Regions from separate parts of the Mus musculus genome. Here regions 1, 2, 3, 4 and 5 are each linked to region 6. A link is a contact called in public Hi-C, HiChIP or PLAC-seq and promoter capture Hi-C data. All regions are on one chromosome and are shown on one strand. Each heading gives the region's core, a stretch centred on a gene start, on an enhancer-like site or on the middle of the called end of the contact. The rest is flanking DNA. Distances are from core to core; before and after follow the strand shown.

Evidence for each region. Promoter capture Hi-C pulls out the DNA fragments that hold promoters and counts their contacts. A called contact is a pair of places that touch in the nucleus more often than the background predicts. HiChIP or PLAC-seq counts read pairs in DNA pulled down with a chosen protein or histone mark.
Region 1: a promoter capture Hi-C map of 3T3-L1-derived adipocytes shows a contact between it and region 6, with 8 times the contacts expected there. The contact joins the promoter of G630093K05Rik here to the promoter of A330033J07Rik in region 6. A contact is called at or near these places in 17 of 39 promoter capture datasets (the 3T3-L1 cell line, 3T3-L1-derived adipocytes, the C10 cell line and 11 more), 5 of 484 Hi-C or Micro-C datasets (cerebral cortex, cochlea, neural progenitor cells and 1 more), 8 of 115 datasets of contacts at active chromatin or transcription factors (craniofacial prominence, embryonic basal ganglia, embryonic forebrain and 4 more) and 1 of 9 other capture datasets (liver).
Region 2: an H3K4me3 HiChIP or PLAC-seq map of embryonic forebrain shows a contact between it and region 6, with 4 times the contacts expected there. The contact joins the enhancer-like site here to the promoter of A330033J07Rik in region 6. A contact is called at or near these places in 3 of 39 promoter capture datasets (3T3-L1-derived adipocytes, cranial neural crest and hippocampal neurons), 3 of 484 Hi-C or Micro-C datasets (embryonic stem cells and uterus) and 13 of 115 datasets of contacts at active chromatin or transcription factors (astrocytes, craniofacial prominence, embryonic basal ganglia and 7 more).
Region 3: a contact with region 6 is called in a Hi-C map of uterus, with 3 times the contacts expected there. The contact joins the enhancer-like site here to the promoter of A330033J07Rik in region 6. A contact is called at or near these places in 6 of 39 promoter capture datasets (the 3T3-L1 cell line, 3T3-L1-derived adipocytes, the SN4741 cell line and 2 more), 1 of 15 datasets of contacts at CTCF or cohesin (the NIH/3T3 cell line), 9 of 484 Hi-C or Micro-C datasets (cerebral cortex, cranial neural crest, embryonic fibroblasts and 1 more), 12 of 115 datasets of contacts at active chromatin or transcription factors (the NIH/3T3 cell line, SST interneurons, astrocytes and 9 more) and 1 of 9 other capture datasets (adipose tissue).
Region 4: a contact with region 6 is called in a promoter capture Hi-C map of embryonic stem cells. The contact joins the promoter of Barx1 here to the promoter of A330033J07Rik in region 6. A contact is called at or near these places in 2 of 39 promoter capture datasets (cranial neural crest and embryonic stem cells), 6 of 484 Hi-C or Micro-C datasets (all in embryonic stem cells) and 1 of 115 datasets of contacts at active chromatin or transcription factors (embryonic stem cells).
Region 5: a contact with region 6 is called in an H3K4me3 HiChIP or PLAC-seq map of forebrain, with 6 times the contacts expected there. The contact joins the enhancer-like site here to the promoter of A330033J07Rik in region 6. A contact is called at or near these places in 6 of 39 promoter capture datasets (the 3T3-L1 cell line, 3T3-L1-derived adipocytes, epiblast stem cells and 3 more), 3 of 484 Hi-C or Micro-C datasets (palatal mesenchyme and uterus), 10 of 115 datasets of contacts at active chromatin or transcription factors (astrocytes, craniofacial prominence, embryonic basal ganglia and 7 more) and 2 of 9 other capture datasets (adipose tissue and embryonic stem cells).

Annotation. Positions count from the first base shown.
Region 1 is chr13:47,907,520-47,911,700 of GRCm38.p6, reverse strand. G630093K05Rik (RIKEN cDNA G630093K05 gene) reads right to left here and starts at 1,266. Exons shown (of 3, transcript NR_045156.1): 1 at 1,175-1,266. The region is part of intron 2 of Gm40938 (a long non-coding RNA gene); the gene reads left to right.
Region 2 is chr13:47,998,143-48,002,447 of GRCm38.p6, reverse strand. All of the region lies in intron 2 of 4931429P17Rik (RIKEN cDNA 4931429P17 gene), which reads left to right. Among named protein-coding and RNA genes, the nearest start is that of 4931429P17Rik, 18 kb to the left of the region's middle. Within about 2 kb of position 2,802, at least 3 of the 459 cell types and tissues checked have an H3K27ac peak or open chromatin away from gene starts, as enhancers often do. A contact at or near this core is called in embryonic forebrain, where this site is marked.
Region 3 is chr13:47,774,523-47,779,373 of GRCm38.p6, reverse strand. No RefSeq gene overlaps it. Among named protein-coding and RNA genes, the nearest start is that of Gm35928, 13 kb to the left of the region's middle. Within about 2 kb of position 2,088, at least 55 of the 459 cell types and tissues checked have an H3K27ac peak or open chromatin away from gene starts, as enhancers often do. A contact at or near this core is called in the NIH/3T3 cell line, SST interneurons, adipose tissue and 4 more, where this site is marked.
Region 4 is chr13:48,659,862-48,664,332 of GRCm38.p6, reverse strand. It overlaps Barx1 (BarH-like homeobox 1), which reads right to left and starts at 1,297. Exons shown (of 4, transcript NM_007526.4): 1 at 994-1,297. The coding sequence starts at 1,216. It overlaps Gm36606 (a long non-coding RNA gene), which reads left to right and starts at 1,541. Exons shown (of 4, transcript XR_382336.3): 1 at 1,541-1,794.
Region 5 is chr13:47,940,995-47,945,367 of GRCm38.p6, reverse strand. All of the region lies in intron 1 of Gm40938 (a long non-coding RNA gene), which reads left to right. Among named protein-coding and RNA genes, the nearest start is that of Gm40938, 5.3 kb to the left of the region's middle. Within about 2 kb of position 2,892, at least 34 of the 459 cell types and tissues checked have an H3K27ac peak or open chromatin away from gene starts, as enhancers often do. A contact at or near this core is called in embryonic forebrain, forebrain and uterus, where this site is marked.
Region 6 is chr13:48,259,723-48,264,496 of GRCm38.p6, reverse strand. It overlaps A330033J07Rik (RIKEN cDNA A330033J07 gene), which reads left to right and starts at 1,874. Exons shown (of 3, transcript NR_102303.1): 1 at 1,874-2,577. It overlaps Id4 (inhibitor of DNA binding 4), which reads right to left and starts at 3,381. Exons shown (of 3, transcript NM_031166.3): 1 at 2,559-3,381; 2 at 2,150-2,212; 3 at 1-1,545. The coding sequence starts at 2,999. The coding sequence ends at 2,168.

The sequences.
Region 1 (4,181 bases), core at 17-2,516, 350 kb after region 6:
ATACTTATCTTAAAAATTCAGGCATGGTGGCACAGAGCCATAGTCCCAACACTTGGGAAGCTGAGGTAAAAGAACTGCATCAAGTTCCATGTTATCTTGGACTATATGATGAGCTCAAGGCCAGCCAGGGGTACATATTAATTAGTAAGATGCCATCTCAAGAAAACAAAAACTCCAAATAAAATAGAGAGTTGGGAGTCTGTGTGGAGAGACACTTCCTGAAGTTCTTTCTCATCATCTGGATATTAAGAGAGAGCAGATTTAAGTACAGCTGACCCTTCCTGGTCATGGTTTCTGAACTTATGGTCTTAACCAATGTGGATTGAAAGTATTCAAAAAATTTCTATCTGTACTGACTATGTGTAAACTTTTTCTTGTCACTCTGAAGAATGCAGCATAATACTTTCTTACATGGTATTCATATCTTCCTCAGTATTATAAGTAATTTAGAAGTTATTCCAAGTATGTATGAGGACATGTGTAGATCATATACAAATGCTTTTTAATACCCGAGGTATGCTTAGGTCTGAATATACTTGTTCTTTATAATTCCTTTGTACCAGTGCTATCCCCAGAGTTGGACTATGTAGCTTGGCAGAATCTATAGCCAGTGCCACAAACATGACTGAAGAGTTGCTTTTCTTTGCAGATTTTTGGAGTAGCTCTTCTCGTCCCTTAATAGAAATGAAGAGACAAGAGAAGGCAGGAGAGGTTTGCTGCACTCTGAAATCTCAACAACAAAACAAAACAAACCAAAAACCCAGCAACTATCTTAGCAAATGCTTGTTAACAGCAGTCATTCAAAGCACAGTTTCACAAAGATTAGCCTGGATCCTTGTAAGCCTATTTCAGCAGCAAAGCCATTTGTACTTCTTGCCCATGGGAACAGCTGCTATTTCGTTACTTGATTGGAGAGAATCAGACCCCTTTTGTCCTTTTCCCCTGGGCTCTGAAACCATCTCACCAGGGCAGTGGAATCACAGCCAGATTTCGCTTATTTTATTTCAAGCCAATTTACTGTCCAAACCAGGTCTCTAAAACATGGCACTGGTGCTAACTGCACCATTCACGTCATGCCTAGAAATGTGACCCTACCACCAGTTTGCTGCAGCCCCTACCCATCCCTGAAATAGACTTTCTGTCTCCACAAATGAGAAGAGGTCACTTTACCCACTCAGTGAAACTCTCCAGATGTTCCCGGTTGGATGGCACATCTGTCCCGTGTCCCTTCTGTGTTTTCAGAGCACCCCAAACAGAAATTTGAATGAACTAGAAACTCAGTGTCTGAGAAAGGTCTCTATGCACAGTTGCCCTCATTGACATGCCATTGGGGGCTGGTGGAGAGTCAAGGGCAACGGAGAGAGAGCCAGCCAAGAAGTGACTTCATAGGAAAAGGACATGCTGCACAGAGAAGTGTTCCCTGTGTGGAAATGTTACCGATCAGAATTCTGGGATGATACTACACTCTGTATAATGAGAAGATTATCTAGATTTTTGAGTTGAATATTACTGGCATCAAAGGGCAATGATTACAGAGATAACCCCAAGCGAACGTGAACTTCATCTCATCTCTCCTCCCCAAACTTGGAAATGCCAGACTCGTTACATGAGGCTAAATCATGCAGAAACACTCCAGCTGTCTGAGAGTCTGTGTGCACTGCCAGCATCTCCAGTGTTCCCTTTGTTTCCAATAGTAACTCCAGAAGACCTGCCTGGTCTTGAGGGGCTCAGTGACCTCTAAACCCTCTCTATTCTTCCTCACTCAGAGAGAGGGGGGGGGGAGAGAAAGTTACTTAGATTTATTCCAAGCGGAACATCCAAGCTCGAACTTCCAAAACCTTCAGTAACCTCAGAGAAGTGTCAAATGGCTTTTCCCAAAAGCACGTGACAATATTTGTGCCTCTCGTATGGAAGAGGAGCACGTATGCTTGGAACACACTGAATCACTTTAGGAAGCACTTTAATATCAGGCTGGCCCTGTTCAAGTGTGTGCCCTTGAGCAAGCCATGTATTTATTGGGCTGTGTCTGACCATATCCAACTACAGAGTGAGAAGGGAGGGGAGCAATTTAACTGAGAGTCTGTGAAAGTGAAGTCACTGAAGCGTCTGCCTTGGAACTGATTCAGTATTATGCCATGCTGGCCTTGGAACTCACTCAGTGTTATGCCATGGTGGCCATAGGTCACCTACCATCCTTTTCATCCTGCATGGGAGACCATGGACTCTGCCATTGGGGACAACCCCTGATGACAGGTTTTGCATTACATTCTGCTTCGGGGACACAAGAGGTAAAGCATGACTTTTCTGGGTTTGGTGTGCCCCCAATCTGATAGACCAGCCACGGAGAGGCCATTTACAGCCACCTCTAAGTAACTCATAGGAAACTTGGGCACTGCTAAAAGTTACTCAGGATGCCACCAAGGCATATAATGACCTGAACAACCACAAAGTTAAAGTGTTTTAGAAATATTGTATACATCATATACATCAAAGCTTCTTAAACTGAGGGTTGTGATCCTATATGGGTTAAGGTATGCGAACATGGGGTGGGTCTTGAGAATTATTGATAATGTACATCAATAGTACACGGTTTCTGAATGCACAAGGGCCACAAACTGTTTCCCTGCACGCCTGGTTCTGCACACACATGTACAGTTTGCATGAAGTATGCTCCGCAACACACACATCAATGGGTTCTACATGACACACCTTGGCTAAGCCTTGACATCATTGGTATGTAACAAACTGAAGTGTTTCTACCATACATGCAAATTTTCTGCTGTTCTAGAAACATAATTGTCTAATTACAGAGAAAACAAATACTTTTAATATTTTCCTACCATCACTCTTCAGCATGTAAGTATCAAATTAGTATATCTTTGGGTTGGATTATATTAAGCAAACAAGCACATGTTTCTCATTAGTATGCAAATTTGCTTTGATCTTTAATAGATGGTAAAATTTTATGTACAGTAAAGAATTGTTTTAAAATAAATTACCTTGTGATTCATTATCAGCAAATGTTAGATTTGTTTGCTTATTTTATATACCAGTACGTCCAGGATCCCAGAAAAAAAAATGGACAGAAAGGGGATTTGAATGGGATGCTTAAGAATCCCTGATCTAAAGCAATAACATTTTCACTTCTTTTACACTTCTTTGTGACAGGCATAGGAGATATAACACATTGTGATCCAGCACCCACAGACTCTCAGGGTAAAGAACTAACCAAAGTGCTAACTTTTACTACGGATACTAAATGCTATTCTATTTAATTTTTAAGGATCCAGAGGGGTGTGTGTGTGTGTGTGTGTGTGTGTGTGTGTGTGTGTACCCATATGGTTGCAGGTGTCCTCAGAGGCAAGAGGCAGATCCCCCCGGAGATGGGGCTGAGAATAGAACTCAGGTATTCTACAACAACTGTACATGCTCATAACACCTGAGCCATCTCTCCAGCCCCTCTATTTCATTTAAAAATAATATTTACTAGTATCACTAGATTGGCTGGTGTTTGGGGGGAACAGTGACTGCAACCCGTAGGCCCATATTGAAGATGGCATCAAGATCTTTATCCTCCATTTTCTCAAAATATTTCTACCCGGTCATCCTAAATCCAAGTTTCACTGTTGATGTGTTCTGCTTATATTTCAGTGCAATCTGTGAAGGATTTTGTGGCTACATCAACAAGTTCTTCCTTGCCGGTTGATTCCTCATGAAGGACGTAATGTCAGACAGTATAGGACACACTTGAATAGGTTTATGGGAATGTTTTCCACCCAGCCAGCCCAGTTCTCAAGTTTAGGCTTAGTCATTTGTGTCTAACATGTCACCCAAAGCCATGGGTGTTCCCTGGCCTAGTGCATAGCCTGGTGATATCACAGGCCTGAATCATGTTTTCTTGAGGGATGCATTTAGCAACATCCTAAAAATATCTTCATGTTCTCATTGTTCTTCAGGCCACCTGGGTAGATGGCTGAAGAGGAAGAATTCAGTAAGGCAGATGCTGCCACAGCTGTATGTGATGTCACCTCTCTAGCTTCAGGTTATTCCAGGGCATCTGCCTCTGTTCAGCCACCTCTCTGTCTCCACCTCGCCTCAGAGCTCTTCTGAACCTTCTCTGAAGGTTGCCTTGGGACAGTAAGAAAAATCAATAAACCAAACAAAGAAACAGTCTGTCCCCA
Region 2 (4,305 bases), core at 1,553-4,052, 260 kb after region 6:
ACTGGCTGTAGGATTAGCCAAGTGAGGGAGAGACCCTGCTTCCGAGGTGAAAGGACAGGCAAGACTACTGACTTCAAATCTCTGGCCTCTACATGCACACCCATATACATGTGCACTAACACACACACACACACACACACACACACACACACACACACACACACACCATAGGACACATGGAAACAATTGTAAGTAGATCATTTTAAACAGCCAGGATTCCATGGCACATCTTAACAGCACCAAGTGAGCCATTACCCGGTGAGTACAGCCAGCCACCAGTAACCAACATTAGTTACTAAAACTCTCAAAATAAAGTCCATGGGGTTGTCACAGTCCACAAGTCACCCAAATGGGTACTATACAGTCACCTAGACTTTGACGATAAACACCTTCATTTACTTCCTTTCCTGGTGCTAAAGATGAAAGCCAAACACAACCTCATTCTAGATCCACGATCTGCCACAGAGTTTCTCCCTCTTTCCAAGTCCCCCTATTTCATGTTAAAACATGCATATGTGGCTGCCATGGGCTAAGCCACTGACTGGCCAAGCTCTTTTGACCTACCGCCACAAACATACCAAGCAAGATGAGGTTCTCAAGCTTTTAGAGCCCTGAACCCCCAGTTCAGGTTTCCAGCATGGCCCTTTCTACTGAAGGCCTCCTCCTGGCTCACGGCCGCTGCCTGCCCCTCGGATTGTCTCCTAGAATTACCTCTCTCAAAAATGTCCTTGTATTATTCATGTGGGTGCATGCATGTGTGTGTGGGTGTGCAGGGGTGGTTTATTTTATTATTTTTTTGTGTGTATAGTATATTCATGCATCTGTGTGTATTTATATATAGTATAGTATGTGTGTGTGCACGAGCCTATATTTTCATGGAAGCCACTCGTGCTTATTTCTCCTGACTCAGGGTTTCTCACTGAACCTGAATCTAGCCTCCACAATGCCTCTGTTTCTCTGTTTCTGACCTGCAGCATTAGCATTACAGGTACACACATGTCGCTTTTGATTCGGGTGCTGGGTCTTCATGATTGCTTGGAAGACTTTCTTATCTGCTCACAGAGCCTTTCCCCCAGTCCCTTGGGTCTCTGCTTTTAAGGGCATCAGTTACACTCAGAAGCATCAAAGCTCCACTTTCAGATAGCATCACACTGGGGGGAAGGACATCAGCAGATGAATGGACACAGACACTCAGTTCATGGCATCTATCACCAAGTTTTGCAATCACACTGTGGCTTTCAGGGCACTGCTCCCTCTCTGTGGATTGGTTGCCCAGTGAGTCCCCTCTTTCCTGGTGTCCTGGCCTTCCTTCTGTCACTCTGGTGATGCTGCCTTCTGTCTTTTATTGTTATTTTTCATTTTGAGATGGAGTCTTGCTATGTAGCCCAGGCTGGCTGTGCCCTCTCTGCAATTCTTCAGCCTTTCAAGTCCTGAAATATAAGTGCACCCCACCATGTCGGCTCTCCGGATTCCTCCCTTTATTAATGATAGCTACACTAATAGTGTTTTGAATGGCAGGCTTTTTCCAGGACCAAAGTAATCGTGGATAATTAAAAATGTAATACTATGGAGAAATCAATTTCAATTTAACGTCTCAAACATTCACCTGCTGTATCTGAAAATTGGATACTTACTTTTCCTCTTCTTAAGGACCCTCCCTTGGCACGAGGCTCCTATGCCTAGCTTGTCCTTATATATTTAATTATTTGTTTCTTTATTTTATCCTCAAACTGCTCACCTCTTTGTTCACCTTTCTATGCAAAGTAATTAAGTTCTTTCTGTTTAAACCCCTCTACATGTGGAGAGCTCCCTTTCTGTCCTTCCATGCACGTAGGAGTGCTGAAGTCATTTCTTCAAATGCAGAGCTTTCTCCTGTGCCACTGCCCTGGTTTGGTCCTTTTGACTCACAGAGCACAGAGAACTCTTTCACTGTTTACCTTCTTTGCAATTTTCTATTGCAATTTCTTATGCGACTTTTGGTAGTAAATCCCAGGAACTTCAGGTTAAGATGAGACACTGTCTGGGGAGTCGGGTAAGTGTGGGGGTTAGGGTTGGGGTTTGGGTTGGGGTTGGGGTTGGGGGTTAGGGGCATTCCAGATGCCAAAAGCCAAAACTGCTAAATTTATTTATTTCTCCCTGTACCAGTAACTTTCTATTGCTGTGATAAAGCACAAAGACCAAAAGCCACTGAAGGGAGAAAGACAGTGTTTTGTTTCCAGAGGGATTACTTAGAACCCTAGGATCTAATCCAAGAAATAGTCCAAGACGCCAAGAAACTTAGCAGTTAAAGGGAGGCTTTTGGCTCAGAAAAAAAGGCATCTCCAATATGACCTGGACCTTATTATATATCTACAAATAGAATCTGTATTGGTATGGTTAAATTTTGGAACCTTTCATTTGAATGTGACATTCATTAAGTGGTTAATGGGTACATTTATCTAGCAACATGACTTTGTTTTCCATGTTGAAATTCTCCATCTTAACAGAGTACATGGAGTGAAAAGAAAAAAGAAAGAAAGAAAAAAAAAAACTTCCCAGTAGAATATGAACCGTGAGCAGACTGTGAAACCATGAAGGAGAGACGACAGGAATGCCAGAGCCTGAACTCAGCCAACTGTGAAAATAAACTGTGATTATAAGAAGTCTATCTTCTGCTCTCTGAAAATGATTTGAATTCAAAGACTGTTAAAATTAATTGGAAACTCTAAGACCAGGTAGAAGAACATGTTAAGAATCCGAGGCTGCTAGAAGAATCCACACAGGGTGGGAGGGGGCTCCAGTAGGAGCTGGTGGTAGCAGATGGCTTGCTGCTCAGTGTCCCATAGAGGCCAGCATGCAGGCTGTTGTCACAGTACAAGGGAGAGGACGGTAAGTCCCTATACAAAAACGTAGCCTATTGCAAGAGCACACATAGCCTGCCAGGAACAGTGGAAAACCACCAGCTCCAAGGCAGTTTCCCTCTCTTAGTTATTCTATTAATAATTCATGAATATTTATATATGCTTGTCACGGCCCCTGTCAATCAAGAGTCAGCAAGGAATAAACTACAGGAGAGAAGAAGGCTGAGAGGAAAATAGTGAAGTGACCTAGTTTAGATGGAAGGAAACACAGAGAGGGAATGAAGCAGGCCAGTAAGAAAGAAGGTTGACATAGATGATTGATAGATATATAAACAGACAGACAGACAGACAGATGTATAGATGTGTGTGTATTGGTAGGTAGATAGATACATACACCCGTGGATACATAGATGATACATAGATACATAGACAGATACATAGATAGATACATAGAGAAGTGGGAGTTTCATGGTGCAAACAGCAAGAGAACACGTTCCATTTAATAGTCCTGGAAGGTGAAAGAGGGCCAGCCATACAAGGCAGTGAACTCCAGTGGAAACAAACACCCCCCCCCCCCAAATAATAAAAGTTAATGGAGAATAGTGACAATGACCACAAAATCGAGGTGGGGAGGGGTGCACGGCTGAAGCCTAGGAGGTGGGAAGGCAGGAGACAGAGATGGGATATGAGGGAGACACAGGTGCCAGGTGTACTGCAGTCTTTTGGCAGAAGATGCTTTTATTATAACAACAATGAGAAGCTCTTGGAGGAGTGGGGAGGGGCGTAGGGGAGAGGGTGGGAGGGAGCCAAGCAACACTAATCCGTTCACCTCCTTTTGGGGCTCACACTGGCATCCCGACAGGGGCAGAGCCAGAAACTGCCTTGTCCAATTTATGCTTCCCGCATGCTTAAAGTTTGTGCTAGTTAATTTTGATTGCCCACTTAATTGGATCAAGAAACACCTCCAGCATTAATGAGGCAGCCCCTTTGGGTGTGCCTGCTAGGGCTTTTCCAGAGAGGATTAGCTGAGCCGGAAGACTCATCCTGAATGTGGCTGGTCCCATCCTGTGGGCTGGAAAATTGACCAGGAAGGGACCAGCAGAGAAGTGTAAGTCCCCCTCTCTCCATTGGACCCACTGAGCTGTGAGAAAGCAGCCTGTGTCCCCACTGCCACGGCTCCCCTTCCACATGCCCTTCCTGCCATAACGGGCAGAGTCCGAACAAACTCTTCCTTCGTTTAAAAAGCTTCTTGCCAGGTGTTTGGGAGCAGCAACGAGGAAAGTTATCAGTGAGAGGTTAAACGGAAAAGTAATTGAAACTAGCAGAACTAAAATTAAGTTGGTATTAGATGTGTATGATGCTTTAAGATCATAACTCATAATTTATATTTTAATAAAGACATAGTCCGTTTAATGTGTAAAATCAAACGATCATTTATGAATGTCAGTGATTTGGGGGGTTCACG
Region 3 (4,851 bases), core at 839-3,338, 490 kb after region 6:
AGCCACTGAGGTCTGACGCTCCTCTCGCAGCGTGACACTGTAAATCAGGGAAAATCTGGAGAGATGATGGCCCAGCATTAGAGCAAAGATGGGGAGAAAATTTCTCATGAGTAGAAATACACATTTACAGATTTTTTTTCCCCACGTAGGTGAGAATTTAATTTACCTCCAGAATGCAATATCTACACATTGTGCTTTTTTATGCCACTTTCAGCAGATTTTTTTTTTTTAGTTCATAATTTTCCTATGGCCTTGGCTGTAAGATATTTAATGCTCGGCTGTGTTCATTGTTTTTTTGTGAACTTATAAAAATTGCTTTTTTATTAGTCCATAAAAGCCATGTTTGGAGACAGCCTAAAATAAAAATTAATGCAACTTATCACCCTATAGCACGGAACAAGTGCCTGCTTCAGTCTCTTATTTAAGCACCACAGATGCATTGAAACCTAATAAAAATTGTTCCCCAGCCCATCAACCCTCACCAAGACGCAGAGAGCTGAGGTCTGTGAATCGCCCACAATCAAAAGGGAGGCTTTTTGAAAGCTGCAGTATTAAAACCGGGAGCAGGTATGCTGCAGCTCCAGGCAGAAAGTCAAGGCTTTGTGCAGAACTGAATGCCCGGCACACAACTCTCCTTTTTGATCACCTTTGCTTTAAGAAATATTGTCCTTTTGATTGAGGTATGACTCATCCTGGCTTTGAAACACATCTTCCTGGGTAGGAAAGAAAGCTGCATTCCCTGTGGTGTTTGAATAATAACGCTCAGTAGTAAGACCTGCAAGGTTCGCTAGCTTCAGGCATGTTTAATAATAATCTCCACAGGGCCACATGGGGAAGGGTGACAGGAAATACGCGAAAGGAGTGGGTCTGGAAAAGCATTGCAATGCAGCAATAATAACAACCTTTATGTTCTAACATAAATGATGGCGCCCAGCCCTGCAGAGGTGAATGTCTCTCAGAGAGGCTATGCCTTGCAGTCTGCTTCAGAATGATGACCACAGACGCAGTGTGTGTGGTCATTAGAGAGGCAGGGGGCGGGGGGGGGGGGGGAAGGGGGCGGGGGGGGGATACAGAGACACAGGGACACAGAGACAGACACAGAGAGTTGGCAGAGAAAGAGACAGACAGAAAGAGATGACGGAGGGACACACACACACACACACACACACAGAGAGAGAGAGAGAGAGAGAGAGAGAGAGAGAGAGAGAGGAAAGAGAGAGAGAGAGAGAGAGAGAGAGAGAGAGAGAGAGAGAGAGAGAGAGAGAGAGAAAAGAGTAAACACTAACAAATGTTTCCCGGGTTTTCCATCCCATCTGCTCATGACATAGGCTCACAGCCTTTAAAAGGTGATGCTTTTTCTTGTACACTGCCTTTCTCTGGCTTTCTGCCCTTGACCTGGGTCAGGAATCTTTGTGGGAACAGCATGCCCTTGTCTTCATCAAAAGCAGCCCCACAAAGAGTCGGGGGGAGGAGGCTCAGGGGCGCTGGCGGGAAAACACCACACCACTACTTATTTTTTTCAGTCAGATGCTCTTCAGATGTGTTCTTGGGGACAGATCTAGCACCGAATCATTGTTTCTTCCCAGAACCCCATTCTGTTTCTGGGAGCTCCCTGATCCCGTGCCTTAGCTAGGAAAATCAAATGATGTATTTGGTAAGCCTGTGGGAAAGTATGCTGGCTCTCCCAAACGTGATAAGAAGCCAGTCAAAATGACGGGTGTGAGAAACAACCACAGCGAAGCATTCTAGCTAAATAGATACCATCTGCACCCCAAGAGGAAACATGTCTTGTCCCGCTTCTGAGGTGATGATCTCTAAGCTACTGCTCTTTGGGGTCTGATCATGAGTCTAGGCACTGAGTTCCCGGGACACGGACCAACTAGCTGTGCAAGAAAGACTTTATGAGAAACTGTCCCCCACCCCACCCCCCTGCTCTTTCCTAAGAGTTTCAAAATCAGCAAGCCAAAAAGCATTTTATCCTAATATAGAAAAGAATTAAGATGCAGAGGCTTCTTTGCTGAAGCCTGCGTGCTGGGGAGAGAGAAAAAAAAATGGCGTAGCCCTCTCTGGCAAGAGTCGGGGCTGAATCATCATGGGAGTGTTTGTGGTGAAATTACATTTTTCTCTTCCATAGTGAAGTTATTATCACTGAGTTATGGACAGCAAGCCTAGAGTGACTTTGGTAACATATACTCTTTTCATATTTTAAAATCACATAAAGTTTGGCTCAAACGGAACAAAACATCCAAGAATATATCATTCTGAGAGGGAAGCAGAGAGGAGGAGACCCTGGGGGAAAACAAAGCTGGCTGGAATCTTGAAGTAAAGAGCCAACAAAGCAACGGAGAGGAGGACTTGCTTTCTGTTTTGATCTAAGGGAGGAAACTGTGTCATATCTCCATAATCACGAGAAACCAGAGGTCACCCAAGTGGACAGTTTTCCCAGAAGCATCTGTGAAAGTAGCCACAAGATTGGTTCTGTGTCACTCAACCTGTCCCAAGACACTTCTTTCTTCTTGCTGATTGGGAACATACATTTGCCTGCATTACCTGACTGATGAGAGGCCTTTGCACGGTGGCAAGGGTTAGGGAGGCAAAGCCAAGGCGACCTCAGCAAGGAAGATGCTGCAGACGTGGTCTGTCCCATTTCTAACAACTCCGGTCCCTGTCTCCACCCTGCAGCATCAAGAGAGTTTGGTGACGGTCCTTACCACTAGTCTGTCCTTTCAGAACGTATCCACACAGCCTTTGTTGGAGCCTTCTAAATGATCATACTGCTGTCTATGGTGTTCCCCATGACTAGTCTGATGAGCTGTAAAGCTTTTCAACCTTAACATCTATAAAATATGGACAGTCCCCCTGGAAGCTCCCCCAAGATTATTTTCTTCTTGATATTCAACCACCTTTCTTTAAAGGCATCATTGGTTTTGTGTGTGCACGTGTGTGTACGTGTGTGTGTGTGTGTGTGTGTGTGTGTATGCACATGCCTTCACATGCCATCAAACACATGTGGAAATCAGAGGACAACTTTGTGAAGTCCATTCTCTCCTTCTATTTATATGGAGAAGTGATGGGGGCAGAACTTTGGCCGTCAGATTTGCATAGCAACTGCCTTTGTCTGTTGAGCCATCTCACAACCCCTGGACCTTCTTTCAGGGAATAGAAAAAAAATGCATCTCTGTGTACGTTTGTAATTTCTTCTTTTGTTCTATTGGTACTTGTCACGTGCTTCCCATGGCTTCTGGGCAGCAGATATTGGTTAATTTGACTTCAGAAAAATAAATAAATAAAACCCTTAAAAGATTAAAGCAATAAGGGAGAAAAACGGATTTCTGGGCTGGTATAAATAAGCTGTTAGCCTTTCTCTTTCCAGTGCTTTGGGATCGAGTGCAGAGTTGCCGACTGTGTGGGCATCTTCTCCACTCTGACTCTATTTGGATACTTTTGATACTTTTCTTTTTTGATATCTCAGAAGTCGCCTTTGATTGAATTTGTTATATGGGGAAAATTATTCTCAGAAAGGAGCCATATTCTATTCTCCGCCATTACTTTGCAGCATTATTTCTGTAATACAGACGAAGGCACAATGTTGGGCCCAGGGTGGGGGTGGGGGGGAACCCAAGGGAGGTCTAGGAAAACACTGAGTGCAATAGCCCGTGCCTGTGAAGGCCGAGATTGGAGGATCACCATCAAGGGGAGACCACTCTGTGTTGCCCAACTCACGTGGTTGGGGGTGAGGCAGGAAGAAGAGAAACAGTCTTGGCAAAACACTTGGAAGTAGCAAATGGAAAAGGGCACTGGAAATTTGATGTATTTGGTGATATCGAAGGTTGGTACAGTTACATCTGGGATGGCAAGAGGAATTCTGCATCTCAGAATGGCATTTGTAAAGGAATTCCACAGCGTGAGTCAAATCTCCTGGAGAATTCTTCTTGTTAAGCCACTGGGCTCTGTTACACACTTTTCTCAAGTGCATTTCCCAGTGAGAAGATAATGGGAGTCTGTCTGTTGTTTAATGGTAGGGCTCAACAGCCAAGCTCCAAGATAGCCCTGAGATGGGCATCTTTTTATTGTGTATGCTTCTATCTCTCTCCACTTTCTGCATCATCTTATCCCAATCACTGTCAACCCAGGGTATCAGTTTTCCCTTGCTTCTCTGCCTTAAGCAGGGAGATGTACAATGAAGAGGGGCTTACAGCCGCTCACAGCTCATAATCCATCTGTGGATCTGACATCCCCCTCACACAGGGTGCAACCACATTTCTAACCACTGTGAGGACAATGTAATCAATATTCAGGCAAAATGGCACTTTTCTTTCATCTACACAAAGGTAGTTGTTAATATGATGCATGGTTGTTGAAAACTCAAGTTGTCTTTGGTTTCTTACTTCTGCACGTAGCTATTTTTAATAGACCAACTTTTCAGTGATAGCATGGACTGAATGAAATAATTATGACATTTGTATTTAATAATACAATTCCCATTCCAGTAACCCCCAAGTTATCTCACACCCAGGGAAAAAATGTCAAAAGCCTTTGTGGAATGAAAACTGTAATTGTTTTGGACAAATTAAAGGAAATAATGATAAATAAGAGCATATTTCATGCTCACCGATTGAAGTTTTGATAATTTATTTAATTATTACAAGAATTGGGAGAAAGTCCTAAAGGATACACTTTATTAATTATGTTGCACTTTGGTCATAGTAGATCATTTATTCAAAATGTTGAGGGCATCATACTTACCGGTGTGGGCTACCTCACATCTTAGCAACATCTAAATATTAAGGTCATCTCATCTTTATTTCTACAGTTGACCCACTATAATAAGTGGGATGATCAGATACGTGT
Region 4 (4,471 bases), core at 48-2,547, 400 kb before region 6:
CAGAATCTGGGGCCGGTTCCGGAGGCCGCTAGCTGAGCTGGAGTCTATATTGGACGCTTCCTTTCCTGGTAGGCTTCTCCTAAAAGAGATACTGGAAAGGATGGATCTGCCTGGCTGAGAACCATCAGGGTAAGGGGAGCATAGAAAACATAGCAGGAAGTGGGAAGAGAATCTTGCGGAGGGGGAGAGGTAGAGGGGAGACAGATCCACTTTACCAAAAGGCTAGGAAGGAGGTCAACCAAAGAGAGTCACTAAGCCCTAAGCCGAGATGCAGTACAGGGCAGACTGCCTCACAATCTCCCAAGAGACAAGACGGAGACAGAAAAGATCTGAGCAAGTGCTTCAAGACGCACGAAAGCCCAGCAGATCTCGGGATGGAAGGACCAACTGGGCAGCGGATCACAACCAGGCCTCTTTCCCTCAAACAAGGCCTACGGAGACCCTGGCCGCAGCACAGGCCTCGGTCGGTTGCTGACTGGAAAGCACGGGGTTCTGAAAGGCTCCTGGATGGCTTGGGCATCCAACACTATGCGACACGACCCTCTTCTCCAGAGCTTTCCCAGTCTGGGCAGCTACTGTTATGCCCAGCCAACCCTACCGCGAAACTCAGGCTTCCCCTGGTTTGAAGTCATTTTGATCCAGAGTGCTCGGTAGATTGATTTTGTAGCAACCATAGGGATGCGGTCTCTGGCTCCTGGCCTCGCCTATCACCCGATTCGAAAAAACTCGAAGCCGCCCTGAAGCAGAAGACAAACTCTCTTCTGGTCTGACGCGAGGACACAAGGCCTGGTTTCTGCCTAGCTCATTGCTCGCACCCTCCACTTTCCCGTTGGAGTGCGCGAAGAGAGGTAGGTGCCTCGGGCCTGCGCTGAGCTGCATCCCAGGTCGCTCCAGAAACAGGGGAGAAAGAGGATGAATTACGGACAACCCCAGGTCTCCGACTCCCACCCGCCCGCCAAGCCCAGTCCTCTGCGCGGCGGCCGCTGCACGTACCCAGGTGGCTGTGGAAGGGCCGGGCGGCCAGCAGCGCCTGTACGCCGAACTTGAGCAGCTCGCCCGCGGCGGCAGCGGCGGCCGCGGGCGCTGCGCCCTTGGGCCCCGGAGGCTCAGTGAGGATCTCTTCGATCATGAAGCTGCGGTAGCGATGCGGTCGGTGATCCGCACAGCCCTCGGGCGGACCGAAGCGCGCGGCTCCCGGCTCCCCTGGCCGCTGCATCGCGGCTCCCGGGGATGCGCCCGCGGCTAGGAAGCGACGGCGGCTAAGCTCCGGCGCGGGGCCCGCGCGGGGCTCTAGGCCGGCCCGCAGCTCGCGGCGGCGCGCGGGCGCCGGCTCATGCCCCCTCCCCCGCCGGCTGGCCGGGCGGAGGCGCAGGGCGCGGGCGGGGCGCGCGGGGCTCGGCCAGTCGGACCCGGGACTGCGTCCCCGCCCCGCGCCGCCGCGCCTCTAGCCTGGCCAGCCCCGCGTCACTGCCTTGCCCCGCCCGCCCTGCCCCGCCCCGCCCCGCGCTGCCGCCCCCCACCCACTAGGCCCAGCCGGAGGGAGGGACCCAGGAGGGAGGAAAGGAGGTTGAGAGGAGGGAAGGAGGGAAAGAGCCCGGGATAGGGGCTCGCAGGCCGGGACCAAGGGAAAAAGAGGAGAGCTCGCCCAAGAGGACAGCCCTGAGGATAGGACACTGCGGAGATGGGCAAACCGAGGATCTTGAATGAGAGGCGTGAAAAAGTCTGAAGACAGACAGCAAGGACCACGCAGGATCCTAGGCAGTGATGTGAAGGTGTCCAAGACGCCTCTTAGACGTGAGTGCGCCGAGACGTAGAGAGGAGAGAGCCCCAGAGGTGCAGGAGGGCACGGGGAGGGCACAGCAGCAAGGCCAGCGGACTGGGTGGGATGGGGAGGGGCTGGAGTGGTGGTGAGGAGGAGGGGCAAAAGCCAAGCTGGGAAAGGGGTAGCCTTAAACAGCTTTCCCAGGTCTGCGAGATGCTGTAGGGATCCAGTGCAATACACCGGGGTGTAACTCGCAGGGTGGTGACCATGCCTGTGCACCACTTCCCCCCCTTCCCTGTCCACCCCAACCTCAGTTTACCATTTTGATCTCAAATCTCTGAAGCTACCCTGGGAGAAAAAAAAAAAGATTCTCCAACTAGGATTTACCTAAATTTCTAATTTAAGCTTACCTGGACACATTTTCTCTGGCAACCACCAGACTTAGTGGGCTGAGTTATGTTTACTTAGAGCAAGGGATAGAATAAGGGCAGATGAATAAAAAGGGGAAAGACTGTCACTGGATGAACTTTGAGGCAGGGGATCATGGAATACTCTGAGAGTCTGGGGACCTAGCTCCATCTCTGAGCCTCCAGTCTCTCACAGGACTAAAGATGGGGCTGTTAGATCATTCTCTTTTTCTCTCCCCAAATTAACCTCTGTTGAGTGTGCCTCTTTGAGTCTTGGCACTGACAGTTTCTGAGCTGTCTCAAGTCTGGAAGACTTGACTCTTGGCTCCAGGGAGTTTGTGGGGATGGAAGGTGAGACTTTTCTATACCCAGGGTGACCCATGCCAGCTGTTCAGGGGTAGCAAGAAGGGTAGGGTGTCCTCAGGAGGCTAGGAGAGGACTTGCTGTATTTCCTATCTGCCTCTCTCAGGAGTCTTGGGTTCTGTCTCCACCCTGTCCAGCCTTCCTAGACTGGACTCCATGTTTTAAGCCACTCCTACTTCCCACGAATGCTCTCCACAGAGCCTAAGCCCTCACTGCTGGGAAACTGAGTTCATCACACTATATCCCAACTCTCCAAGTTGAAATAATTTCTTCTGCCTGCTGACGGGGTTGGGGTGGAGGGCTCAGAAGCCTACTGGACTGTAGCATCCGGGACACTAAGAAATGACCAATAGCCTTTGACCATTGAGCCTGGGAAGGGGACAAAGGGCATCTTTCCAAATGTTCTGCTGAGATGCAGACCCCCCCCCCCCAAAGCTCATTGCTACAGCTCAGCCAAATGTGCAGCGACTTTCTGAGTCAGGAGACCACCATCAGGACTGAAGGGAAGCAGTCTTTAGTGGCTTCCCGTTGCTTTAGACTCCTGAAAGGGGATAATCAGGTAACCAAAATAACTCTTTAGAAGGGTGATACAGGACCCACTAAGACCACCCGCACACATATCAGAGACAGAGTGGCAATGGGCATCTTCCCACTGAACAGAAAGGAAAGTCGGTGTCTACTCAGGACATAGGAATCTTGGCCAACAACCTCCTTTCTCAATACAACTCAATCCAAGGACTGGTTCAGGCATTCCAGTGAGTAGAAGCGGCTTTCTAGGTACCATACCTATACCAGAACAAAGGCCTTTCTGCCTATACTGCTTCCACTCTGTCCATCCCTGGAGGGCTCAACATCAGGCCCCTCCACTTCCTCTTGGGCATCGGAAGGAGTATAGCTTGGAATGGGTTCTACTGGGGAGGAGTCCCAGCCAGCTCCCATCCTATCTTCTCTGATTTTGATCCCGACAGAAGCCACCCTGTATTTGAACACTATGCGCCTTCCTTCCAATTTCAGCCAGGTTTCCCCAAAACGCAAGGTTGATCCTGGAAATGGGTCTGAGCTACCAAGACCACTCATTCCTATTGTCGATATCCAGTCAACAGCTCTGTTTTTATTGCCAGGAAGGAGTTTAAGGTCAAGCTGAACAGAGGAGGCTCATTTTTTTCTGGCATGAAGGTCTTAATTCTAGAAAGAGACCCCACCCCCACTCCATTCCACAGGTGCGCCTCTCCCCCTCCCACACACACCCTCCAGCTCCTTGGACGCTGGCCAGGACTGTTTCAAGCCGCCCAGGCCGAATGCCTGCAGTGATTCCTGCCTGCTGGGAATGAAGCCCCAAGGACTAAAAGCTTAGCCTGGCACCAAAGGCTCAGAGCCAGGCTATGCCCCGATGCCCCATGCCCTCTTTAAGCTCGAGCCCCTGACGCATCCTTTTCAAACTACATTCTTCTCAAAGTCCAGAGGGACCCTAAAGCAAACCTGCGAATAAACCCCTTTTAGGCGAAAAAAAAATTGCGAAGAAATGGCTTCAGGGATCCTTTGTTTAGGAATTCTGCATTGGCTGGCTGGAAAGGGGTTAGTTCACAAGGAAAGGGGTTCCCCCTTCCACTTGGACGGCACAGGACGAAGGGAAGTCCCCACTAGAGGCGCAGCCACTGAGTCCTAAGCCTAAAGCCCGCCAGGGCCTCCCGCCTGTCGCCTAAACTAAAATCCCGGAAACTGGCCGCTCTGGGAGAGGCAGGCACGGTGGAAAAGGTGACCTCAGCGTCCCAGGCCAGCCACCCTCCCGGGTGGCCCAGCAACGAAGGACTCCAGGCCGCAGGAGATCCTTGGCGCAGTTTCTTCCGCCAAGAGGGGACCCTTGTACGCGGAACCCGTCCCATTTCCCACTTGCGAACCCGGAAGACCCCGGGGCTTCAGCTGGCTGTGGCAGGTTAGA
Region 5 (4,373 bases), core at 1,643-4,142, 320 kb after region 6:
TCTTCTGCCACATGCAAAGCACACCAGATTCTTGCTTCATCAGCCTTTGAGTGATACAGATGTGTACTCATGATGCTCGGGGAGGCTGCGTCAATGGGCTCTGCATATCCTGAGCCTTCAGCTTCTTGAACTGAGAATCTGCTGTTTCCTCAGTTCTCCAGCCTACAAATGGCCATTATGGAATCACCAGTCCTCTGAATGCATGATCTAACCACTTCATTCTTATGACCATATGTGGTGCTTTGCATGAAAATGGCCTCCGAGGGCTCATATATTAGAATGTTTGGTTGACAGCTGGTGGAACTGTTTGGGAACAATTAGGGGGTGTGGCCTTATTGGAGGAGATGTGTTACTGGGATTGGGCTTTAAAGTTTCAAAAGGCTGTGCCATTCCCAGTATTATCTCTGCTGCTTGCTTGTGGATCAAGCTATGAGTGCTCAGCTTTCCTGAGGTCACAGAGTCTAACCCTCTGAAACTGTAACTCTCAAACTTTCTCTGTGTGTTTATAAGTTGCCTGGGTTATTGGTATTTTTAATCACAGGAATAGAAAAGTAACTAAGAGACCATATGTACGTATTCTATTGGTTCTGTTATTCATCCATCCATTTATTTACTTTTGAGAATGCTGACTAATTCAGGATTTTTCTAACTAAAGAAAGCTATGCTGGTTAATACTGCCAACTTGATAGGAAGCAGAATCCACTGGGAGGCAGAGCTCTGTCCTTGTGAGTGAGTTTCTAGATAGGGTTAACTGAAAGGATATGGGATGGCATTTAATGCTAGGCTTACAGTTTCAGCAAGGAAGACATGGTGGCAGCAGCACAGGTTGGAGGTGTGGCCTTATTGGAGGAAGTCTGTAACTGGGGCAGGGCTTGGAGGTTTCAAAAGGCTTCAGTCATTCCCCATGAGCTGGGTTCCAGGAGTGAATTAAAAGGAGAAGGCCAGCTGAGCACTAGTACCTCCCTCCCTCCCTTCCCTCTCCCCCTCCCTCCCTCCCTCCCTCCCTCTCCCCCTCCCTCCCTCCCTCCCTCTCCCCCCTCCCTCCCCTCCCTCAATCTCTCTCTCCCCTTTCCAACCTGGGCTACAGGGTGACCAGTTGCCTCTACTCAGGGCAACAGGCATGGACCTTGGAACTACAAACCACAACAGACTCCTTCCTAATCAAGTTTTTATGTCAAGAATTTGACCACATCATCAACACAAACAAACAAACAAACCTCTGCTACCTTTATGAGCAAAATGCATCATTAAACACAACTTGACGTTTAACGAAGGGAAGCACAAAACAACATATAGCAACACTTTGTGTCCGTGAATGCATCACAAGTGTGTTCGGCTGTGTACATACATACTAACAAACCCCGAAGAGGGACAGGCAAAGGCTGTTGTGTTGATCCTATGGGAACATGTAACCTCACGGGCCTTCTTCTATGTCTGGAGCAGTCAGGAACATTCTCAAGATGGGTGTGGCTCACAGCGCACAGAGGAGAAGCCCTTGACCCCACAGGCCGGTCACCCCCACCCCTGAGCCTGCCTGCACCATGATGGGATGGTACCCTTGTGGGAGGATGAAAGTCCTTCTGCAGCTCATGCCTCCCTGTGGTACAGCTGCCAGAGACTTGGCTCCTCTTTCTCCCAGTATGTTAATTATGTCAAAGCCAATTAGTGGATGGTGTTTTATATGAAATCATTCAAACAGCACTCCTGTGGAAAAAGTGACTTCTTTAAACGGGGAGCAGCTAGAAGCTAAACCATAAAGTATTGATTTCTACCTGTTTAATAGAATCATCTGAAGTTTCAATGAAGCCGATTGGAGATTTTTTATTACTTCTTAAAACAATAATACTTTAATGGCTGCTCTGGCCTCTCTGTGTTCCTTAGCCACTCACATTAGCACTATAAAGTTTAAACAACCTCCCCTCTGAGCACAGGGTGTTAGCCTGGCTTCTTTCTTTGAAATACATATAACTCTTTATACACAGAACCTTAATATAGAAAGCTTTCTCAAACAATATAGTTTTATCATGTTTTCCTCTACCAACTCCTACCAGATCCTCCCTACCTCCCAAACCTCAACCAATTTTATTCTTTCTCTCAAAAGACACAAAAACACCCTCCCTCCCGGAAAGAACACAAATGGAATCAAACGAAACAAACAAAAAGACAAAACAAATACCAAGGTAAACCAGAATGAAACCAAAAAACACACACAGAAAACATGAAGCCAGTTCTGTGCTGGCCAGAGACTCGTGGGCATGGGGCACGCCCTGGGGTGTAGTTGATAAGTGCCAGTGACACTCCATTGGAGAAAACTGATTTTTCCCAGCAGACAACCATCGCAAATAGCCTCTTAGTGCTGGGCCCTGGTGTGGCTTGAACTTGTGCGGGTCTTGTGCGCGCCCCCAACGTCTCTGTGAGTCATATGCGCATCCATCCTGCTGCGCTAAGCTTCTTTCTCAGGAGAAAAAGGTATATGTAAATTGCATGAGGGAAGGAATAACTGATGTGAGATACCATCCCACATTTTATTAAATGCCCCCCAAAGCATTTTCAGTTGTTTGTAAGATTTTCATAGCATTTGATGCGGTCTGTGAGATGCATACCGTGAGTTACAGTAGAGAGGAAGACAGCAAGTCAGCTCCAGTTGCAGTCGTGCTAAGAGGAGAAAGAACACCCTCTCTTGCAGCTCTTTCTACTCCTGTACTCTTCAGAACAGAAGAGAAACCATTCTCAGGTGGCACCCAGCCAATCTCTAACTCAGAATCAATTGCTTTGCCAACAAGGAACACAAAAGATGTTCATTGTTTGCAAACCGACTTCCCTGCAAGGGTGCCTTGTCTCCACACTTGCTGACGGCAGGTTCAGACATCCCTGTGGCTGCTCTGTGCTGCTTCTCTCCTGCGCCCTGTTTCCAAGGCTGTCTGGAAGAAAGCAAATCCGCCTCCCATCCCGAGGACAGGGACACTTTCCACTTCCCAGTGTGATCTCTTCATCAGGGCTGCGGGACCGCAGCAGGCGATTGTTCTGCAAGACAGTAGCCGATATAATTATCGACACAAAACAAGCCAGTGGGTGGCCTTTGGATTTTTTTTTTAAGTTTTTGTTTTTTAAAATTTGTGTACAGCCTTTTTTATCTCCATATGGTGTAGCCTGATAGATTTGGGGAATGGTGATGGTGAGCTCTCTCTCTCTCTCTGTGTGTGTGTGTGTGTGTGTGTGTGAGAGAGAGAGGGGGGGGGGGAGGGAGGGAGAGGAGAGGGAGAGGGAGAGGGAGAGGGAGAGGGAGAGGGAGAGGGAGAGGGAGAGGGAGAGGGAGAGGGAGAGGGAGAGGGAGAGATGGGAGAACACAAAGGAACAAGAAAGAAAAGACCTGGGCAACTGCTTCATCTTTAACTCTTCTCTTGTTCTTTACTTCCTCTTTGCTAACCGCTAGAGAGTAAACAGAAATGGAAACTGGAAATAATAGGATAATAATATTATTAACAATTATAATTGTCCTTATGCTATCATCCTCCTCCTCTTCCTCCCTCAACAGTTTAAGTCATTGAAAAATCCTCTCCCATTGTCTCAGATTTATTCCTTCCCAGGACATCAACACAGGGACCTCTCCTCATCTTCACTTCATAGCCCTTCTCTGGGATCTTAGTTCCCTCCTGCCCCTCAGCTCTCAGGTCCCTGAGGAGCCCACAACCTTCCTTCCATGTGGCCTGGCTGCACCCTTGTTATCCATCAGCATCCTGTGTCAGCTGGAATCTTAACCGTTGCTGTGTCAGCGGGAAACGTGTATTCTTGGCTTTCAATGACCCTACACAGACTTTTACATAGAGTCAGGCCGTCACTTGGAATGTATACTAGATCTGTTATTTTGAAGATTTTTATTTTTATATGTTTCTCCCCGCCCCCTCCGCATGCCACATGTGTACAGGTGCCTACAGAGGCCTGAATAGGATTTCAGACATCTTCTGAAAGTAGACTTCCAGAAGGGCGTGAGCTATCCAGCATGGTGTAAGAAACTGAATTCGGGTCCTCTGCAAGAGCAGCAAGCAGGGTTTTTTTTAAAATGCATTTAATTTTTTTTCATGCAATGTATTTTGATCATGTTTACTCTTTCCCTAATTCCTCCTAGAGTACCCCCACCTCCACACCCACCTGATTGTATGTATTCTTCTCTCTCTTTATTAAATGTTTTATTGATTCTTTGTGAATTCACAACGTGCACCCCCCCAATCCCACTCACCTCCCCATCCTTTCATAACCGCCCTTCACCCTTGCTACTACCCCCTCCCCAGAGAAAACAAAACAAAACAAAAAACAAAAAAACCAAAAATGCAATAAACACAAAACAAAAAACCACATCTCACCATGAAAGCTGC
Region 6 (4,774 bases), core at 625-3,124:
TACTTTTAATTTTCACATGTAAAAGTTACACATCACATGGAATTGGACAGTAGCTTAGTGGTGACTGACATCGCTATAGTGAAAATCATTTTTTTATAGAAAAATAATCTAGATGTGGTCATCAGAATTTTTGGTCTACTTAAGTTAATATTTGAAGATCGACTTTTATCCCTGCTTGAAGGATTTTCCAGTATGTTTTTTTTTTCTTTTTTTTTTCTCCTACTGATGCCTATTAATATTCTTTGGAGGGAAGAGGGCAGAAAATGTCCGTTTCCAAGAGTTTGTCCTTTGGTAGCAAGCAGAGAACATTTTTCATTTCTATGATTTAAATAATCTGTACAGATATGAAACTTCATGACATTATGCTTTAGTGTAAAATGAAGGGCGAGCATTTTCACTTTGAAAAGACAGCAGTTCTGTAGACTTCTTAAAGGTCCAAGCATTTCTCCATCCTATATGCGAATTCACTCAGAATCTATTTTTGACCTCAGTTCAAAAAGAATAATAATAATAAAAACCCCACACACTTAATTCTTTATATATTACACTATAAAACCCTGTACTTAAAACCCGAGAAGGTAGGTTTTTACCATGTACACGTCAAATACAAAGGTTTCCATCTAGGTTAAAGAAAGCACATTTGAAAGGACTCGTAACTGGTTTATTTTGTGATTGAACACCTCATGCAATCATGCAAGACCAGTACCAGAGAGCTGTTACCTCTGAGCCTCAGAAACTGGATACTGGGCAAAACAAAACAAAAAAACCAAATCAACAGCCTGGCCAAACAGAAAACATCCAGATAGCAAAAGCTCTGCAAGGGAGCTGAAAAATAATTTTCCAAAAGAAATATTCCCATCGATTTTAAAAAAACAGACACATAATATTTACAAAAAATATTTAATTAAAAATATCTTATAATTACAGTAGTCTATTAAAGCGCATATACTTTCTCACACTTATAGAACATCTCTATATATACAGGGTATGAAATGTCACTCACTTATCTATACAATATGTAACATTCTTGCAGAGAAAAAGTTCCCCGCCCTGTTATAATCATCTATTTTAAACAATAGATGTAAAACAACATATCTACAGTGCTCTGGTATATTAGTAAAGCTTCAAAAACAAAAACAGTTCCCTTGTCACAATGTAGCCTCTAAGGTTGGATTCACGATTGCTCTTCTACTTAGCAGTCTGGTCGACAACACTTAAGCTTCGAAGTTTAACTGCACCTTCAAAAGGGTGATAAAAATAACCACAGAAACGTACAATTCACAGCGGTCATAAAAGAAGAAACGAAAGAGAATACGTACGGTGAATGCTCGTGAACGTGCAAAAAAAGTAAAAGTGAATTTAAGTTTTATTTTTCCCCTTCTCTCTCTCTCTCTCTCTCTCTCTTGGAATGACAAGACGAGACGACGTTTCTAGATTTGCTGAAGATTTCCCCCCCTTTCCTCCGGTGGCTTGTTTCTCTTAATTTCTGCTCTGGCCCTCCCTTCCTAGGGCTCCTGGCTCGCTGGTGCTCAGGCGGCCGCACACCTGTGGAAGAGGAATGAATAGAGGGGGTGTGTGAACCTTCTCGCTGCAGACTAACTGGCGCCACCGACCAAACTCAAGACATGCATGATCAACAACCCAAAACAAACCGCCGGGTCAGGCAACACCCGCAGCCCGAAGCTCAGCCAAGTGCCCAGGAGGCAAATGCGGGCTGGGGAAGGCCAATGGACAACGTTCGGGGCGCTCTGCCCACATCCCTCTTTGTGGATGTCAGGCCGCTCAGCTGGGCATGAAGGGGAGGGAGGAGGATTGGGAGATCTTGGGACACTGGGATAGTTTCTACGGTCACGAGGGTGTCCTCTCAGAGGTAGAGGAGACCAGCAGAGCCTGTCGGTCACAGGCAGAGGAACGAGGGCGGCGGGGACCACAGCTGATGAGGCTCCGCAGAGAGTGATCCCCCCCCCCCGAGTTGGAAAGCTAAGTGGACTGTCTCGCTAACTGGGTGGCAGAGAGGTATGGGTGTCCCCGGGGCTTTTACGCTTCGAAATGCTAGGGGACAAAGATCGCAGCAGTGCCTGGCACCGGCAGCCCCTGGGGAGGTGCGAGCATGGTAGCCCACTAACCATTCGGGGACCTGAGCGCTCACCTGGCCATCCATCGCAGCTCAGCGGCAGAGAATGCTGTCACCCTGCTTGTTCACGGCGCCGGCCTGGAACAGCAACCCAACACCAAGGGGAAAAACGGTTAGAGTGCGCATATCACAGTGTCGCCACCACCCAGGAGACGTCCTGGAAAACTAGGCAGGCGAGCAGAGTCCCCACCCGAGCCCGAAGCTGGGGAAGCCTCCTGTGATGCAAGGGACACTCCGGAGACGCAGGGCTCCAAGTCCCAACCGCCCTCGGCTCAGGGACCAGTGGATCACCAAGCCCAGCAGGCGGCTCTCGGTGGAGACGGGAGAAGCGGCTGTCATTCCCTGAGAGGAGCAAGACCACCCGTATCTCGCCGCCCCGCCACCTTTCCCGCGATGCCCAGGGTGCCCCGCCAAGGCTTCTCACCGGGTCAGTGTTGAGCGCGGTGAGTGGGGTCCGCGGCGGCGCGACCGGACAAGCCCCGGCCGGGTGGAGAGGTGGCGCGGGCGGTGGCGGCTGTCTCAGCAAAGCAGGGTGAGTCTCCAGCGCCAGCTGCAGGTCCAGGATGTAGTCGATAACGTGCTGCAGGATCTCCACTTTGCTGACTTTCTTGTTGGGCGGGATGGTAGGCACGAGCCTCCGCAGGCGACTGTAGCAGTCGTTCATATCGCACTGCAGGCACAGCGCCGGCTCATCGGCCGCCGCCTCGGCCGCCTTGCAGCGCGCGGCCGCCGCAGCGGCGGCGGCGGCTGCCGAGCCACCCAGGCTGTGGCCGTGCTCCGCCAGGCAGCGTAGCGCCAGCTCCCCGCCGCCGCAGCCCGACGGCGCCTTGCGGCCCGAGGGGCGCACCGGGCTCACCGCCTTCATCGCGCGCTTCCTGCGCGAGAGGACCGCGACAAGCGGTAGAGCGAGCTCCGGGTCCCCGCCCGCAATTTGCTTTGCTCCCCTCTCCTGCGCGTCCGGCGCTCGCAGCACCCGGCGGCTCCGAGCTCCAGAAATCGACCGGAGAGCTGCTCGGGGTTTTGGAAAGGGTATCTCAGGTTTTTGTTTTTTTGTTTTTTTTCTTTTTTTGTGAGCGACAATCGGCCCGAAGCAAAAGACAAGAAAAATCAAAAGCCCCGGAAAATAAAAAAAGTAGCCCACCCTGGTCCCTGAGCCGTTCCCTTCTGAGCTTCGACTAAGGTGGATCGCCCGGTGACTGCCCCCCCTCAAAGTAACGACTTCCAACCGCGCCTCCCAGCTCAACAGCGTCGCTCGGCTCCGGCACAGCAGTATTTGTAGAGCCGCGCGCCTTGGGGGCGGGGCCAGCGCGCGGGCCGGGTCGCCACAAGAACCGGACGCGGGCGAGCTCGGCGCGCGGGCGGCGGCGCGGAGGGAGGTGGCGAGGGCGGGGCGCCGGGCAACCCGAGGGCGGGGATGGGCGGGGGGTCGGGAGTGACCAGCCAATCAGGAGGACAGTGCCACCTCGGGGAATGACGCTCGGGCCAATGGGAAGGGCACTCCATTCCGTCAACGCTGTGGGAGGGGTGAATCTGAGAAAATGAGAGCCGGGTGGGAGTCGGGCCAGGATGGAGAGTGCCCGAGGGAGGGGAAGAGAGAGAGAAGTTCCTACGAAGAACTAGGGGAATGTGCTGGCTGGAATGCGTTCTCCATGGGCCTAAGCTGCTGAGGGACTCTGAGCCTTGTTTGTGGGTCCCCTGTCACTCTTCAAGGGGGGGAGTTCAGTCCCCAGGCCTTCAGTCCCTAAGATTCCAGTGCTTTCAGAAGGACTCGCTTTCAAGAAGCGAGTTGGTTCATTTGTCCATGTTATCCTCCTTCGGCATCACCATTCATCTTTGCACAATTGCGAAGCCCTTATAATGGAATGAAAACGGGTAGCCTTCCCGTATGTGTGTATGCATATACATGCAGGCTAAAGCTTAGTAAAAGAAAAATATAGGAAAAGAATGTCGAAAGCCGGATCCAGTGCAGGATTTCTGATGAAGGTAAATACACATAAAACAAGATCCAAGATCGTGGTGGGTTTTTCTTGGACCTATCCAGATGCAGAAGTGGGCTTAAGACATGCAATCCTTTGCGGGTGTTAAATTAGAGCATGCAGAAATAAAAAATGCACGGACACGAAGTGTTTAAAATTCCACCATGACATATAATATTAATCTGATTTATGTAAAATTCATACCTGTAACTTAATTTAAGCCATTAATGCACAGCTTCATATATTTCAGCGCACTTCGATTTGAATAAGGAAATAAGAATAGTCCAGAGGCTTCCCTGTAGAGCTACGAAATATTAGCATTCACATCTCCAGGGTCCTGCTTAGGCCCCACCCTGCTACAAGGCCTGTTTCTTTAAGGGTGTTGTGTGTGTGTGTGTGTGTGTGTGGCTTTTTAGCAGAAAAACAGTCCTTCAAGGGTTCAAAATAAGTGTTGCTTGTGTGTCCTCTTCAAGAAAAAACAACCAAGCTCTTCAGATGGCAAATGAGCATAAAGCTCACAGCTCATGGGAAATGAATTTCGAGTGCTTTCCCCCTGCAAGCCCTCCCACCTTTAGACATGCTTGAAGATGAATTAACCCGAGAATTTTCTTCCTTCCCCATACATGACACGGACTGCTGCCTTCATTTTCACTGATAATTGAAA